Regions from separate parts of the Mus musculus genome. Here all the other regions are linked to region 1. The links are chromatin contacts, called in public Hi-C and HiChIP or PLAC-seq maps. All regions are on one chromosome and are shown on one strand. Each heading gives the region's core, a stretch centred on a gene start, on an enhancer-like site or on the middle of the called end of the contact. The rest is flanking DNA. Distances are from core to core; before and after follow the strand shown.

Region 1 (2,652 bases), core at 64-2,563:
GAGTAGGTGGGTTTGTGAGTAGTGGGAGGGAGAAGGGGATGGGGGCTTTTGGAGGGGAAACCAGTTAAGGGAATAATATTTGCAATGAAAATTAAGAAAATATCTAATAAAAACAAACAAACAACAACTATAATCCCAATTTTGTAAGCCTTAATAAATTTAAATCCTCTGGTGGGGAATCCTGGCAGATTCACCATCTAAACTGGTAATCACTCCTAGCTACATCTTCTCCTCCTGCTGTTCCTGCCCATAAAGCCAGTCTCTCTCCTGCCTCTTTTCTGCCTCCCTCTGACGCAGAAGTCCTGTCTACTTGCCCAGTGATTGGTTTCTTTATTCATTAGAAGGGTCAATAAAGTCCTGAGTACAGGATTCACTACTGTCCAAGGCAGTGTCTCCTGGGGAAGGTAGATTAGCATCAAAATACAAACAGCAACATGGCTGTCCACAACAAATCTCAGCCTGACTCTATGCAGTTGAAGGATGGTGTTTGCATAACTATACATATGTTACATAAGCATACAAGTGAAAGACCTTATTTTACCAACACAGTTTTCCTGGACCTGGAGGAAAAGGGCTCCCTCTTGGGACTGGATAAATATTGCTGTAGATTTACTTAGAATTCACTGAGTCTTGTAATTGAAAAACAAAACAAAACAAAACAAAACAGAACCCCATGTGATATAGTTTCATTTTTGTTTTTGTTTTTGTTTTTGTTTTTGCATTAGCTGTGACTGCTTCAGTGCCCTATGGAGTCAGAGTTGTGTTTTAACAACAAGCCTGGGTAGTTTCAGTGTCATTTCTTTAAGGTGTCCTTGAAGTGTTCAAAGCAACTGGGCTAGCATGTGGCTTGCCTTGTAGCTTGTAGTCTTTCATTCAAGGCCTCCGTAAAGGTCTAACATGTCTGTCAACAAGGAAGTCAATACACCTTGGACCACATTGACTTTCTTTTATGTAAAGAGAAAAAAACCCTTAAAATGGATACTTCAACACACGTGTCTAATTGAGAATACTTGCTAGTGTTCAGCTGTGATCAGAGAGTGCTTGGTTTCTATGCTGGTGCCACAGAGAAGGTAGGTTCCTCTACTCTCAATAATAGTACCACCACCACCACCGCCACCGCCACCACAACCACCATAATAACAATAATAAGAGAGTTTAAGTAGGATGGGAAAACTATTCTACTTGACACAGTATTTGCTTGATGAGTGCAACATTGAGAAGCAGAGTAAGGAAACACTGCTGGGCAGTAGAACAAGAGGACAGGAAGAAGAACTGCGCCTTCCCAATAGTGGGGAATGAAACTGCCCAAGTGTTCCTTTTTACAGCATTAATGAGATTGCTCAGCAGCTAGAAGTGCACAGCAGCTGAATGGTACTGCATCTTGTTTTACTCTCCTGTCTCTTCTTGGAGATGATGAAAGACTTGAGCTAGATCCACAGTCTGGCATTTCCTGTACAATAAAGTCCCAGAGCTTTAAATAAGCTCAAATGTATTTTTCCTTTTGTCACTAGAAAGAGTAAAATGCTAGCCAATTTTCAAAATGATAGAATTTATGCAAAATATTTAACAAGGTCTGGAGTTTAAAAAAAAAAAAGCAGAAGGAAGTGGGCTGGCTTGTAGGCTACAATGCTTGCTATGTTGAAGAAGGCTTGCTTTTTCACCAAAAGGAACGTGCAGGCATCACATAGAGTTAGGAATCTGTTTGTTGTCCACTAGGATGATACCCGTTTTTCCCTAAGCCACAGGGCTGCTTAGATGAAGCTCCAAAGGAAGAGAACCATGCAAGCCTGCTGTTTCTTCAAACAGTATCATGAAAGGGTGGCTGTTTTCAGGTTTCTGCAAATGATACAGAACATGCAACCTGATCAAGCTATGAAATAAGCTTAACTTCTGATTCAAATGTCTTCCACTAAATAAACAGTAAGATGTTTCTCAGTGTGAAGATGAGCCTTGGTTCCTTAGCAGTTCCTGCTATCTTTTTCAAAGATCAGGTTTGTTTTTCCAGAACAGAGCAAAGTGGAAAAAGGTAATTTCCTTTCTTACAAAAAGCTTACTATTTAATTTATTCTGTATTCCTTATCTACTTGAGTTAGATAAGGATACAGTGTACTCCGTGCTAATGAGAGACGCAGCTTTAGGGCAGTTTTCAGCGAATACTTACTTCCCTCAATGAGAAGATCCAATATAAAAAAGGGTCTCTTGAGTAGACATAGCTCAATGGTTAGATTCTTGTATGCATGAGGACCCAGGTTGAATACCCTATAATTCCAAAGTGTTTCCCATTATGTTCCCAACTATTTTAGATAGAATTTTAGAACATTAATGGTTTGAACTACAGTTAACTTCGCAATAATGTGATCAGCAATGTTTTCCATTAAGCCGCAACACGGAGAATCTAGGTACCAGTCTTAGATGTCTTCCCTAGGCCAGGATATATAAATCAGCTCCTCAGGCCAGAAAAGGAAGCAAACGTATAAGGTAAATACGTTATTTACAACATGCATGCTATTCTCACCAAGGTGTGTGCTCAGGAGTCAGGGTGCTTAGAAATGTAATTCAAATTACATATTATTTTACATTATTTAAAAGTCACACATAAAATAAAATAATCTCAGTAATTTGATTAATATATTTTATATACCCCAAGTATCA
Region 2 (2,652 bases), core at 56-2,555, 460 kb after region 1:
CAGTCAAGGAAACTGAGAAATAGTAAAAGATCAGCAGTATATGATCATGACTCAGGAAACTGAAAGATATCAACCACTTAACATCAGATTGGTGCCAACAGAAAGGGGAACTTTTTGTAGGATAAAGACCAATTACATTTTTAGCCATATAAGTCATCTGAGGTCAGAGGAGGGAGGACAATAACTCAGACTCTGAGAGACTGGAGAAGATAGAGAAGATGGCATCACAAAGGGTGGGCAAGGGAAGTGATAGTGGTCCCCATGGTGTGTTTTCCAGCGATTAAACACTAAGATCTGGTTTAACTTTATTTATGTGACTTAAGACAACACACTTGAAAACAAAATTCAAAATCATTTAGGAGTAAATGTGTTATTTGGAAGTAAATTTTAAAATAATAAAAATTAAAATAGTATTTCCCGGTGATCACTCAGCACGGAATGAGAAAAGAGAAAATGTTCAGCATCAAGGTGAAGGTACTAGCAGAAGTTAGATTCCTAAAGCAATATGTAGACACTGAATGCTATGTCTGAATCTCCAGGATATGAGCTATGTATTTTATATTTAATGAAAGGACCTTTGCCTAGAACCTTGCTCAGTCAACATAAGTGTAAGAGTTGTATAAACACAATATAGCATGATGAATTTATTTTGAAACCAGATAGGTCTAGTTTAAATACTGAATCTGTCACTGACTAACTCTTACTGACTCTCTAAGTAGGATAAGAACTTGCTTGTCTGTCAAGCCACTGCAACTCAATGTAAGCCTCAATTTCCATTGTAGTAAAAGTGGGGTCCATGTGAGAATCACAGAAAATAGAATCAACAAGGTATATGGGACCATGTCTGGAAATTGGAACACTTAAAAATCTAGTCCCCAAACTCTCAACAAAGGATGGCTTCTTTTGTTATTGGATAATATACAATGGCCCACTCTTACATATATACAATATTTTAATTGTGAGTATTGCATATTCTCCATTTTTTTGTTTTCCCCTCACTTGTTCCAAAAATAACTTAAGAAGTCATTACTGCATTAGGTTATGCAATGACCTAAAGTCCATTTCTCCATGCTTATATCCTTCCATCTAATATTATCATATTTCTGTCAGACACATATATAATCTGTATACACAGAAGGTGAGCGTGCACCCTCTTCCTGTCCCAAGTTAATAGCATTGGGCAAGCTGCTAAAAAATACTTTGAAATCAAAACCAATAGTGAAGACCAGTGGCAGTAGGAACCATTAGAATCACCCAGAGAGACTGAGTTCAGTGTCTGGAGTGGCAGTGCATTCTGTTCTTAGTACATAAAAGCAAACCAGGCATAATGGGGAAGCTATTAATGCTGGCTTGTACAATAAGCCCATAGAAGAACAGGCAGTTCTTTTTTCTTTTCTCTTTTTTCTTTTTTTATTCACAGGAACTTTTTCCTGATCTTAACCTCAAATCACTGCTTTGACAAAACTTCTGGGATAGTCAGTCAGTCAGGACACCAACCAGCCCACCACCTAAGCAATCACACTCCATACATAATATGTAGAAAGGAACAGGGAAAGTGTTAAGCAGTTGCACATACTTTTTCTACCTCATTCCACCCAACAACCCTAAAATAACAATAATGGTAGCAATATCATATTTTCATAGTAACAGTTGTGTTTGTTGATAAAGGATTAGTCATGATGTCAACCGCAATAATGTCTTCGTATTTTTCCAACAAGTGAGGCTCAGAAATTCAAGTACCATTACTAATTTCATATCTCAAGATAGTGACAGAACTACCAGTACTACAGTGATTTTTTCCCCAAGAAATGAATTCTAAGCCCTTACTCATGAACAACTACCTACAATTTTAATAGAGAGCTACTATGTGTCCACGTTCATTCTTGTTCGCACATCCCTTTTCTGTTTTATTGATTAAATTTGGTTTTAGGCAGTGTTACATGCTCTGATTACTATCACTATCCATCTCTCAGCTCCCTCACACAGTAGTCATCCCTCCCTCCTGCCCGTGAGGAAGAGACTCACTGATGCTCAAAGTACTTCCAATACGTGAGCACTCAACCCTAAACATGACATTTCTACCACACCATCCAAGTCCCAGGGAATACTACAGAAGGACTGAGAGGAAAGAATGAAAGAGACAGGAGATAAAGAAGGTACAAAATGCTACCATCAGGACATGATGTACCATTGCAAACACAAGCCCACAGGAGCTGCATTTGCCTGTACTATGTCTGAACAAGACAAGGCCTGTCGACACCCAGTCATGGGTAGGGGACGAGCTCATATCGCCTTACCTTTTTTGCTGAGCAATTGGCAATTGATAGATTATGGAGGAGGGACAGTCATTCTCTTAGACTCTTTGACAAGCAGTAAGCCTCTGAGCTCTTCCAAGTGAATAATTCAAAACCCATGGCCATACAGATAGATGATTCTGCTTGAACATCAGTGGGTCATAAATTCAAAATCTTTTTCTAGATGATAGGCCATGGCTACTGTCTCACACATCAAAGTGTTATGCTATGTAAAATGTCTGGAGATGATCACATATATGGTCTTATTGGAACTTGAATGGCTTTGAGTTAGCAGTAATTTGTTACTAAAATACAATTCAATGAGTGAATGTATTTTCAATGCATTACAGTTAGAGTT
Region 3 (2,652 bases), core at 90-2,589, 320 kb after region 1:
TACTCTCGGATACTGTTGTCAGATAGGTCGCAATGCCTTATCTACATAAACCTGGCACAGTGTAGGGCTATTTGCCATACCTTGGGGTAGAACCACCCACTCATATCGCAAATCAGGGGCAGAATGATTAATTGATGGCAAGGTAAAGGCAAATTTATCTGTATCAACCGGATGCAGAGGAACAGTGAAAAAGCAATCTTTCAACTCTATCACTATTGAGGTCCAATTTCTTGGTAACGCTGAAGTCATTGGTAACCATAATTGCACTGACCCCATGATTTCCATCTGGGCATTGTCTGCACGTAAACAATGGAGTAACCTCCATTTCCCTGATTTCTTTTTTATAACAAAAATAGGTGAATTCCATGGTGAAATAGATTCTCTAACATGTCCTGCATCAAGTTGCTCTTTAACCAACATGTGGCCAGCTTCCAGCTTTTCCTTGGGTAGGGGTCACTGAGGCACCCAACTGATAAGATTTCCATTTAATAGATATTTGCTCAGTGGACCCTAGGAAAAACCCAATCCCTCCCTGCCACTTTGGCCTCTAGGAGAGATAGGTGAGAATCATCCATCCTCATTTTTGCCAAGACCCTTACCCTTCTGATAGTTCATCCCGTCCATGATAGCTTGACTCTGCAAACTATAAGTCTTTTCTGAAACTATTTTTACACCCATCTTGGTCATAACATCTCTTCCCCATAATGAAACAGGGACTTGAAGAACAAATGGCTGAAAACTGCCCCTATGCCCCCTCCTCATCCTTCCAATGGAGTACACTGGCACTGTAGCTGGGGTCTTGTGCAAATCCAAGACCTTGAAGAGTTTGAGCAGAGGTCTGAAGGGGCCAACTTTTTGGCCAATCTGTTTCTTTTACAGTGCTGCGATTGGCCCAATCAAGTAAGCCCCATATAGAGACTCCCTAAATTTCAAGTTTAATCATAGGGTGATCCTCCATAGTCATAGAAAACCACACCCCAGTGTCTCCAGTAGAGCTGAAGCACCTATTTCCTCTTTTCAGTTCCCTTGAAAGGAAGCTAGCATGGTGACTAGGCAAAAGCAAAATTTGAGCAATTCTATCTCCAGGGGAAATGGCAGACACCCCTCTGGGGGAGGAAACCATGATCTTAAACTCTCCCCCATAGTCAGGATCAATGACACCAGGATGGATAATTAATCCCTTATTGGCTGCTGAACCATGTCCTAATAAGAGGCCAACTGTGTTTTTAGGCAAAGGACCCTTAAAGTCTGAAGCAGTCATTTGCACACTCATTTCTGGGGTTAATATGAGTCTGGTGGTGGCACAGATGTCCAGTCCTGCACTTCCTGTTGTGGCTCTTCTGAGGATGCCCGTAGATGATTGCACCGGGGAATGTGTTGAAGGTTTGGCCACAGTGTGGGAGTCTGCTGCATGGCCCCATATATTTGTGGGCCCTGAGGCTGGGGGCCCCGCACTCCATTTTTTGGCCTAGCAGCTGTGGATTGAGAAGTTAGGGGACAACCATCTACATCCCACTTGGATTGACATTCTCTGACGCAATGATTTCCTTTGTGACAGTGAGGGCATAACTTGGGCTCTGCATGCCTGTCTGTATCTCCTGTCTTCCTTTATTAGGACAGTCTCGCTTGAAATGACCTGGCTGCCCACAAGAGAAGCATCCCCCCTGGATTCCCCCTTGCTGTCCACCCTGATGAGGAGTCTGCCTTTGAGCCTGAACTATGGCTGCCACTAACCCCTGGTTGGTCAGTGGAATGTCCACCACATCTCGGAAAACCTTTAACCATACTTACAACGTTGGCTCTTATAAGGGCATATGGCGTCTCTGCAGGGTTTATTGGCCTACTCATAGGCTAATTGCTTGACCAATGGCATTGCAGCATCACCATCTGGAAATACTCTCCCAGCTGTCTCCACTAGTCGTGCTAGGAAGTCTGCAAAGTTCTCATTGGGTCCCTGTATCACCCTAGACAAGCTGGTCCCAAGGTCTCCAGTGCCTGATAGCATCTTCCAAGCTCTAAGAGCAGTTATTAATCTGCTCATAAACCTGTATAGGATAACCTGTTTGATTGTTGGCAAAGTTCCCTTGCCCCATTAACATGTCTATATTCCAGGCTGCATTGGGGAATCCAGCAGCAGCATTAGCCATAGCCTGCTCAACGGCATGCTTAAGATAAGCAGCCTTCCATGTTAAATAACCTCCTCCCGAAAGAATGGCTTTGCGAAGGTTCTGCCAATCAAAAGGCGTCATACAGTACCGCTGTAGGGACTCAACTTGAGTTATGGTAAAGGCAGCCTGGACCCCATAAGTCGGAACTGACTCCTTCAATCTTTGTACAACCTTCCAATCCAGGGGTTCATGATAACGTTGCCCCTGTTGATCCTGAAATACTGGGAAGGCCCCCACAATGGTGGGCACATTTTTCTAGACTTCTACATGAAGACTACGCCTTCCCCTTTTGTCTTCCTAATCTTTATGGGGGGGGGGGGGGAGAAGTCAACGGAGGGGCTGATGGTTCAGGCGTCCTACTGCGCCGCAAACTCAAGCGGGACATCTGACTACAGATGTCACTGTTGCTATCAGTCCCGTCGCTGTCACTAGTAGACCCTTCAGAGCTAGATTCCTTCTTCTCTTTCTTCTCTTTGGTTTGTTG

What was found. HiChIP or PLAC-seq counts read pairs in DNA pulled down with a chosen protein or histone mark. A called contact is a pair of places that touch in the nucleus more often than the background predicts.
Region 2: a Hi-C map of bone marrow-derived macrophages shows a contact between it and region 1, with 14 read pairs. The contact joins two enhancer-like sites. A contact is called at or near these places in 1 of 484 Hi-C or Micro-C datasets (bone marrow-derived macrophages) and 1 of 115 datasets of contacts at active chromatin or transcription factors (large pre-B cells).
Region 3: a contact with region 1 is called in a RAD21 HiChIP or PLAC-seq map of pro-B cells, with 3 times the contacts expected there. The contact joins two enhancer-like sites.

What each region holds. Positions count from the first base shown.
Region 1 is chr15:10,089,547-10,092,198 of GRCm38.p6, reverse strand. No RefSeq gene overlaps it. Among named protein-coding and RNA genes, the nearest start is that of Prlr, 86 kb to the left of the region's middle. Within about 2 kb of position 1,313, at least 11 of the 459 cell types and tissues checked have an H3K27ac peak or open chromatin away from gene starts, as enhancers often do. A contact at or near this core is called in bone marrow-derived macrophages and pro-B cells, where this site is marked.
Region 2 is chr15:9,627,309-9,629,960 of GRCm38.p6, reverse strand. The region is part of intron 25 of Spef2 (sperm flagellar 2); the gene reads left to right. Among named protein-coding and RNA genes, the nearest start is that of Il7r, 99 kb to the right of the region's middle. Within about 2 kb of position 1,305, at least 3 of the 459 cell types and tissues checked have an H3K27ac peak or open chromatin away from gene starts, as enhancers often do. A contact at or near this core is called in bone marrow-derived macrophages, where this site is marked.
Region 3 is chr15:9,773,313-9,775,964 of GRCm38.p6, reverse strand. No RefSeq gene overlaps it. Among named protein-coding and RNA genes, the nearest start is that of Spef2, 26 kb to the right of the region's middle. Within about 2 kb of position 1,339, at least 41 of the 459 cell types and tissues checked have an H3K27ac peak or open chromatin away from gene starts, as enhancers often do. A contact at or near this core is called in pro-B cells, where this site is marked.